2 separate regions of the Salmo salar genome follow, and region 2 is linked to region 1. The links are chromatin contacts, called in public Hi-C maps. All regions are on one chromosome and are shown on one strand. Each heading gives the region's core, a stretch centred on a gene start, on an enhancer-like site or on the middle of the called end of the contact. The rest is flanking DNA. Distances are from core to core; before and after follow the strand shown. Region 1 overlaps mef2cb (myocyte enhancer factor 2cb). Region 2 holds the start of mef2cb (myocyte enhancer factor 2cb).

What was found. Hi-C and Micro-C count contacts between places; a contact is called where the count stands out from the background.
Region 2: a contact with region 1 is called in a Hi-C map of muscle, with 4 times the contacts expected there. The contact joins the promoter of mef2cb here to the enhancer-like site in region 1. A contact is called at or near these places in 2 of 3 Hi-C or Micro-C datasets (gill and muscle).

What each region holds. Positions count from the first base shown.
Region 1 is chrssa20:12,111,099-12,115,730 of Ssal_v3.1, reverse strand. The region is part of intron 3 of mef2cb (myocyte enhancer factor 2cb); the gene reads left to right. Among protein-coding and RNA genes, the nearest start is that of LOC106580135, 36 kb to the right of the region's middle. Within about 2 kb of position 2,655, at least 1 of the 13 cell types and tissues checked has an H3K27ac peak or open chromatin away from gene starts, as enhancers often do. A contact at or near this core is called in muscle, where this site is marked.
Region 2 is chrssa20:12,182,320-12,186,951 of Ssal_v3.1, reverse strand. It overlaps mef2cb (myocyte enhancer factor 2cb), which reads left to right and starts at 2,612. Exons shown (of 11, transcript XM_014160843.2): 1 at 2,612-2,869.

The sequences.
Region 1 (4,632 bases), core at 1,406-3,905:
GGCCACTCTACCATAAAGGCCTGATTGGTTGTGTGCTGCAGAGATGGTTGTTCCTCTGGAAGGTTCTCCCATCTCCACAGATGAGCTCTGGAGCTCTGTCAGAGTGACCATCAGGATCTTGGTCACTTCCCTGACCAAGGCCCTTCTCCCCCGATTGCTCCGTTTGGCCGTGCAACACAATCCTGTCTTGGAGCTCTACGGACAATTCCTTTGACTTCATGGCTTGGTTTTTGCTCTGACATGCACTGTCAACTGTGGGACCTTATATAGACAGGTGTGTAGCTTTCCAAATCATGTCTAATCATTTTAATTTACCACGGTGGGCTCCAATCAAGTTGTAGAGACATCTCAAGGATGATCAAATGAAACAGGATGCACCTGAGCTCAATTTCGAGTCTCATAGTAAAGGGTCTAAATACTTATGTAAATAAGGTATTTTTGTATTCATTTGTAATACATTTGAAAACATTTCTAAAAACCTGTTTGCACTTTGTCATTATGCGGTATTGTGTGTAGATTGATGAGGAAAATTATTTATTTAATCCATTTTACACTTTCCGAATGTACTGTGTTTACAAAAAAAGGATATTTCTTTCAGTTTTCACTGATCTTTACTTGATAAGGCCATAGTCATTGTCCATAATTTTGTAAGCTCTGCTCTCACCCAAAATCTATGCAGGTAATGTTGTTGGTCTTGAGGACCTTGCGAAACATCATCCGCCCATCTGTCACCATTGGTCATAAACACATTATTGAATGTACGCCTTAGCCGTCATACCACACTGCCAAGATAACACAGGGATAAGGCCACTGGAATGATCACCAGTTAAACACTCCTAAAATACGAGCCCAAGCCCCCACCTGGGCAAGGGTTGTCTCCAACAAGCAAACGAGAGAGGAGAGAGAGAGGAGAGAGGAGAGAGGAGAGAGGAGAGAGAGAAGAGAGAGAGAGAGAGAGAGATATGGTCAGGGTGTCAGAGTTCCCAATAGCCGAACCCTGGTATGGCTTGGGCTCTAGCGTCAGCTGTCCCTCACGCTGCGTAAACTAGAAAACAAAATAAACTGTAGTATACCCCTTGAAATACCCACCCAACATCACCCTGATTACAAAGTAGCATGTTCCAAGAAATAATATTATGCATTACATAAGTGTGCATTGCATTCATGGTTTTGTAATGCACCTTCAAAAAGCATATATTCTCAGCTTAGGGTGTGAGGTGGGGTGTGGATGTGAAGGGTACAGATGAAGAGGGTATGGTATGTAGGACACAGTGTCTACACTCCTCCTTCTGCACACAGGCCCCCTGACAGGCCGAGCCAGGAGGGAACATCATGAGGAAGGAGTTTAATTAGGAGCAAGCCTCCAAAAGGGAGAGACAGGGACAGAGACACAGAGCCAAGCAGCCGAGAAGTCTTTCCTCTCTCGCGTTCTTGCTTTCTTTCTCGATCTCTCTCTCTCTTTCAATCCCTCCTTTCCTCCTGTCTTGCTTCCTCTTTTTCTCATCTCTCTCTCTTTCTCTCACTTCAAAGTGTGTCCAGGATAGCCTATTTTCTGCTTTGTTAGATTGATCTCCACTCATCAATATAGCTTTGGACTGTGGATCATGGAGCTTTTATCTCCAACTGCTATTAAGATGTCAGCATCTTGATCTTCGTACCGAGGTATTTTTTTTCCCTCACAATTATTATTTTTAGATAGACAGACTGGAAACATTTGATGTAAGTGAAAATATGTGGGAATAAAACGGCGTAAATTTGAGCATTTGACGTGAGTGAGGTGTTTTATCACTATGTTTGCATTATCTACATATCCCCTGAACAGTTATTTTGTTTTCCTGACATTTCTTGACATGGTGTATTTATCTTTCTTTTTATATCGACTATGACTCCATTAGCGGGAAAATGTATAGTTTTACTTATCGTTTTTGAAACACTGGCCACTGATTTCCTCTCTTTTGAGATGATGTCAATGGATCTAAAACAGCAGGACATGATTGGAGCAGCAGTGGATGACGGAGTAGACTGGGTAAGAGAGGCAGGGAACTAAGGAGAGGTCAATGGGGCACAACGACAGAGACAGAGAGAGAGACAGAGAGAGAGAGAAGGCCTTCTATGGCCATGTCATGGCTGCATTGCCTCTGATTGGCTGCTGGGCTGGATGGCAGCACTTGGCAACAGGTGTGATGTCCCTGACAGGTGGGCATGTCTGGGATGAGTGGCATAGCGACCTTGCGCGGCACCCTTAAAAACTGCTGAGCCCCAGTGGAAAGCTAAGCCAAGGCCACATGCCTGAAAGTCATATAACACTCCCACCCTCCGTCCCACTACCTCATCAACACCCCCAGACAGGCCCACTGCCCCATATCAGTCACGCCATATGGGTCTCAAGTTTGTAGTACAGTTTGATACTGTACTACACAACTACACTAAAGACCAGAGCAAAGTACCAAAATATTTGAAAAAGGGACAGAGAGAGACACAGAGAGAGACACAGAGAGAGACACAGAGAGAGACACACAGAGAGAGACACACAGAGAGAGACACACACAGAGAGACACACAGAGAGAGACACACAGAGAGAGACACACAGAGAGGGACAGAGAGGCTAGTGAATCTTGACACACTACCTCACCACGAGACGCCTCTGGCATCAAACAGCGATCTCACAAACGAAGCCCTCAGTTCACTAAAACCACACTTTAAAAATAGCTTTATTCTCCTGACATCAGAGATGACTGAAGTGTTATTTGTTTTATAAACAGGCGGCTCACTCTTAGTCACTTCTATCAATTTACAGTAGTGCGCTTCTCTGCTTGCAACGACAAGCAGAGTGTCACACAAATGAGGAGAATAAAATGGTGAGATTAACTTATTTTAGCACCTCTCTCTCCCATTATCTCACTCTCTCCATTTGTCTCTAGCATTGAGACACACACACACACATATGATCACCATCAAATCTAAGCTGCATTAAAGATAATGTAATTACAGTGGTGGGTGTGATAGGGAGGGCCAGATGAAAGCAGCGTGAAGCGCCGCCGTCTGCTCAGACAGGAGTGGGTCTGTGATACTCCTCCTGTAGACTAATCTCCTTTTATTAAAGCCGGCCTCTGTGGAGGAGAGAGAGAGAGAGGGGAAGGAAGGGAGGGAGGGAGGGAGGGGATGGAGGTGGGTCTTTGATGGAAGCTCTAACTATCAGTTGCTACACCTTTCATTTCATTCCTTCACTCACTGTAAATCTAATCTACACAATATGGGACACATCTCTGCACTCAATACTGCAGTGTGTGTATGCACACACACACACACACACACACACACACACACACACACACACACACACACACACACACACACACACACACACACACACACACACACACACAAACAAACACACACACTATCTTGCTCAACCTCTTACGTCATGCAGATTGCTCAAGAGTAGGGTTGCAAAGGGAGGGTATTTTACTGGAAACTTTAGACGTTTACTAGTAAACTACCGGAATTTTGGTATCTTTCAAGGATTTTATGTAATCTATCACAAGACATCTAGTGGCCCTTTTGGGTACTTCCGATTATCACAGGTGTCTGTAATTATCTCTGGCCCTCTGTGTGGCATCATCACAGGTAAAATATATGAAATAATTGAATAAGATGATTTTAAAATAAATAATAGAATGACAAAGCTGTAAAACATTATCCGAAATATAAACCATCAACTTAGTGAATGCCATTGGTGTTTCAGCATGAAATTTCCTTTATAGATTTTTTTTTTACAAACTGTATTTATTTTACTCTATCAATATGTATTTGTTGTCAATGTTTTGGCATCAAACTGGTAGCAGTTGTGAAGAAAGTCAATAGTTGGAAGAATTGCAGAGTTAATTGAAAATAATGCCATTGCTGATTAGATGCTTTGTTCATTAATTAGGCTATTTTCTTGAACCATATGGTCTATCTACTAGAGACTCATGGACAATATGGACACAGATATAATAAATGAATGCTATACTGTATATGAATAAATTATGTGTGTTTTTTTCCCAGAGGACACTAATTTAAAAAAAAGAAGTGTTTTAACCCTATCCCAAACTGTAAACCTTACCTTAACCAATCAGAATGAGTGCTTAAATGTAATGTTTTAACCCTATCCAAAACCTGGATCAGAAGGTTCCGTGTTCCATCACAGTGGTGGACACTAGTTTTTAGTTTTTTAGTTTTAACCCTATCCTAAACCTTAACTCTTACCTTATCCATTCAGAATGAGTGCCTAAACTTTGTTTTAACCCTATCCAAAACCTAAACCCTTAACTTTCAAAATGTGATGTTTGGAGCAACTTTGAAAAGTGTTGTTTGGAGAAACGTCGTCTAATTCTGCAGTGAGACTGTGAGAGCTTGTTGCTTACATACCTAAACACACAAATTAAAACACACGTGCTGTAGATACACAAAAACAACACTTGCAGAGAAACGGTGTTAGATATAATTGTATCACTACCACTTTAGTGAGATACTGTATATCTTGGTCTAACGAGGGAAAGAAAGACAGCTCTTCTCTTCCCTTTCCTCCTTCGGTGGCATTGAGGGGGGGGAGTGCTGTGGCCACTGAAACAGGATCAGGTGGCCATCAGG
Region 2 (4,632 bases), core at 1,363-3,862, 71 kb before region 1:
TATATATATATATAGTTATTTTGCTTTTCCTGTGCTGTGTTTCATCAGCCAATGTCACAGGGGCCTTCTTAGAAAACCAACAGTGCTCATCAGAATAGGTCTTATGAGGAGGGGTCTGGTTGGTCCATGTTGAGCCGGGCCGGGATGTTGGGGCTGCCTGCGGGGAAGAGGTATGTGCTAGGTGGTGATTGTGAGCCGCGGTCTGCCCTCTGTCTCCAGGGCCGAACACACACAGAGAGACTTTGTGTGAAGCAGAGGGCTGAGAAGACACGCTGAAGTCAGCTCACGCCACACAGCGCACAAACGCAGGAAAAACACACCGCCACCGCTGATCCCCCCCTGTCTTTCACACACACTGTACATACGCAGATGTGCAGACACATCTGTGTATGTACAGTGTGTGTGAAAGACAGGGGGGGGATCAGCGGTGGCGGTGTGTTTTTCATCAGTAGCTCTCAGCCCGGCTGGCCAACAGTGGTAGTGATGTTATAAAAACATGTATAAATCCAGCCGGCCTTCCACAAATCTGTCAGTGGTTTCATTATTATTGTTCATAATTACTTTAATTTGCTGTTGATGATTTAACGATAAAGCAACAGAAAAAAAGAGAAAGAAAACGGTGAAAGGACTTTTCAGGGGAGGCGCCATGCCGAGTTTCCTATCGATCTTCTGTCACCTTGTCTTCGACAGAACGCTTTGTGTTCCACCTCTGGCGCAGCCTGCAGTCTCTAGAGTAGTGGCACGGACATCCAGCCACACCCTCTGTCACACACACACACACACACACACACACACACACACACACACACACACACACACACACACACACACACACACACACACACACACACACACACACACACACACACACACACACACACACACACACACACACACACATACATACATACATACATACATACATACATACATACATACATACATACATACATACATACATACACACACACTATCCTTGTGGGAACCAAACAATTGATTCCCACTCAAAATCCTAGTTTCCCTCACCTTAACCCTAACTTAAACCCAAACCCCTAACCCTACATGTAACTCCTAAACCTAACCCCTAACCCTAATTCTAATTCTAACCCTAACTGTAACACTAAACCTAACCGCTAAGCCTAAAATAGCCTTTTCCTTGTGGGGACTGGCGAAATGTCCCTGCTTGTCAGAATGTTCCTTGTATTACGATCCTTGGGAGGACTTCTGGTCCCCACAAGGATAGTATAACTTAAACACACACACACACACACACACACACACACACTATAAAACACAAAATACTCAAAGAAACACATTCTCACACAGAGGGCCATGGTGTGGACAGACAGAGTCTTCAGACAGGCCAGACACGTCTTTGTTTAAGAGGGACAGTACGTTTGCTGGTAGCCCTACTAGCTCCTGCGATCCAGCACTGTACACTGTACCAGGCAAAACTGCCATAGAGTGCCAATCCCTCTTCCTCCTCCTCCACCTTGCCCAGACCAACAGACAGACAGCCAGGCTCCGGGGCTCGGTCTCCCCTCATTGGAGCAGACTCCTGTGGGGAGAGAGACAGGGGAGAGAGCTCAGGATCAGGCCTCCAAAGCCTGGCCCAATCACGGCGGGGGGGAGCCCCAGCCAAAACCAAGACGGCAGGACACCAGTTAGTGTTTGCGTGCGTACAGGCATGCGTGTGTTTTGTACTCTCTGGGAGTATGCTTTGCCTTGCAGACCAATGGAAAGAGCATACACTCTTGAACACAGAAAAGCTTGTAAAAGTTTGTAAATAATATTGTTTAATTCCTGTGATGACTCAACATCCTGTAGTGGTATTGTTCTGGACTCATATGGACTGTATCATACATTAGTATAAAGATTGTAGACAAAGAGATCCCCTCACTTAAAAAAACAGATTAGTGAATTTCCATTGTCCAGAATCATGTAAACAATATAACAGAATCAGATCAATACTAATGTGTTTGCACAAAGACAACAGCGTGATTCCCTAAACATCAGAGGACGCCAGTGCTTCAACCCAATCTTTAATAACAGTGTCCCCCTTTCTGTTCAGGAAAAATATTCATCCATATTTCACTAATATTTACAACATATCACCGCTCATGTAATATTATCCATCTGTACATCAGTTTTATTGATTTCAGTGGAAGCATGAAATAATATAGGAGTACCATTCAATATTGTTAGATTTTGAGATTGTAATATTTCATCACTGGAAAATAACCACGTAAAAATAAGTTCCTCTTCTGAACTCTTTTTTTGTGATTATTTAGTTGATACTAAGGCAAATTTCATTTCTTAAACTTTCTTCTTGCTGCTTTGGATGATTTTATCAGGTATTAATTTAACTATTTCCTGTATATTGTGGTTATTTAAAAAAATAGAAGACTGTAATTTGTTTTATTTTTTGTGCCCCTTATTGGACGGCAATATTATTTTGGGGGCAATAATCTAGCAAATATATGCCACCGCTGACAAAGGTCTGGGTGTCACTGATCCCTCAGAGGGCTAAATATACTCAGGAGTGACTGAGGCAGGTGGACTGGCTGGAGGGGAGAGGGGGACTTGGGGTGGGGGTGGGTGGTTGGCCAGAACAACTCCTGAGTTCAGTGTAGAAAGAGATCGGAGGCAAAACACAACCCAAAACTGGGGTTTCTGTTCAAAGCCAGCTGGTCTGGCTTTTATACATGCAGGACATTTTTTGTTTTGTTTTTCAGTTAACTTTTTACTCTTCTTTTACTTTTATCTCTAACATTTATCTATTTTTTTCCCACTTGTGACTGTTTGATTGAGCTAGCCTTCAATTGGTGCTGTAGGGTGATACTTCCTGGAGAAGCAAAGAACGGCACGGGTGAGTTTACAGAGCACAATCCCACCTTTCCCTTTCCCTCTCCATGGTGTACTGTAACTTTCTACTTGTGAAAAAATCAGGTTCTGGCAGTGGTACTCTTTTTGCCATAGAGTGGATGATGGCATGTTCCAAGCCACCAGCCATAAATGTGTCAAACAACTAACTCTCTTGTAATATAGTATTCGCATATTGTTAGTAAATTATTCATTTTGACTTTATTGAAAAGTGAAACAATAATTTTGTTGTGTTATCAAACCCATATGGACAGACAAGGGCAGATAATTGACGCTAGGTTGTTTTACCTTAGGTACTTACACTTAGTGCGTGACAGAGAACCAAGTGGATGGAAAATCTTAAGGGTTGAGCTATGCTGAAGTTGGAGATCGGGCAGTCACAAACAGCTGTTGCCAATCACTTCTGTGCGAGTGAATGGCCAATCGAGGCTCCTGTAGCTACATATGTCTACTTTTTACTTCTCTAAGGCATGAGAAAAGGTTTGACTATCTAAAGAAGAACTTAATAATACTGTGTTGTTTTTTTTGTTTTAATTCTTCAGTCAGTTTGGGTTATTGATCTTCCTCAGGTTAATTGCTAATAACACCTCACTGCGCAATCTGAAATACTCGTGTGCCTGGCTTCAACATGCTGTTTTCCTTACAAATGGCTTACACCTGCAAGGTAGCTACCTAAATGGCTGCTGCAGACTTCAATATCCATTTTTGTCACACAGATTAACACTAAGTAAGATATTACACGCTGAACTGTGAAACAAAGAGGAAATGTGTCATATTACACCAACTGAAGGGAGTTGATATTGAACCAACTGCCTCTCTGAAGGCAGGGGTAGACAAATGCACTCAATAGCAGGCAAACGTCCTAAAACAACCAGGAAGAATTCCATATCCAAACAAAAGTTTAGTTAGATTTTTATGGATGCTGAATGGCTTTGTTAAACTTTTTCTTCGGACATTTGATTTAAGGAAGTCATTTTTGTATGCCGATTGGGCATGATTAGGCTCCCAGAATTTTCTGGGAGCCTAACTTAGCAACCAGTTTAAATACAACTGTTGATGGCCCATCAGCAGGCAATTCAGTAACAGTAATATCTATTATAACAATTTAATAATATCCATAATAACAATAATAATAATAATAACACAATTACTGCAAATGAACAAATGCACATTTGTATAATGGTATACATTGTACCATTCTTATTTCTCCCACAAAGATGATTGGGTTAACCCAGAGTCATATAGTGTATTAACCTAGAGTCGATGTCCGTGCCCCCACGGAAATCGAATTAGCATAATATAAAAATCCCCACAAAAATCTGTCAGTTTAAGCTAGACATATCTGTTTTCTTTTGCATCAATCAACTGTTTTAGGACATCGCATTTCCGCATCGGCAGTGAAAGGTGACAGAGCTAGAGCTGTGTTTGTCAGACCATGAGACATCCTGAAAATCGGTCTTCTCACAAAACTGTCTTCAGTGTCTGAACGGTTTTGCCTACAAACTATGGAAAGATGAGACTCTCCCTCTATGGAAATATGAGACTCTCATGAACACGATGTGGTGTTCTCCGTTTTGCTCTACGATCCCCCAAAAATGTTTGGGACTCGTCTGAAGTTGGTACAGATGATTTTCTATCAAATACTTTTTTCATATATTTTTTTGATACTTCAAGGGATCTTAAAATTCTAAATCAAATTAAAAAAATTATCATTGGTATGACCTTCTTAAAACAATTTCATATAGCTTA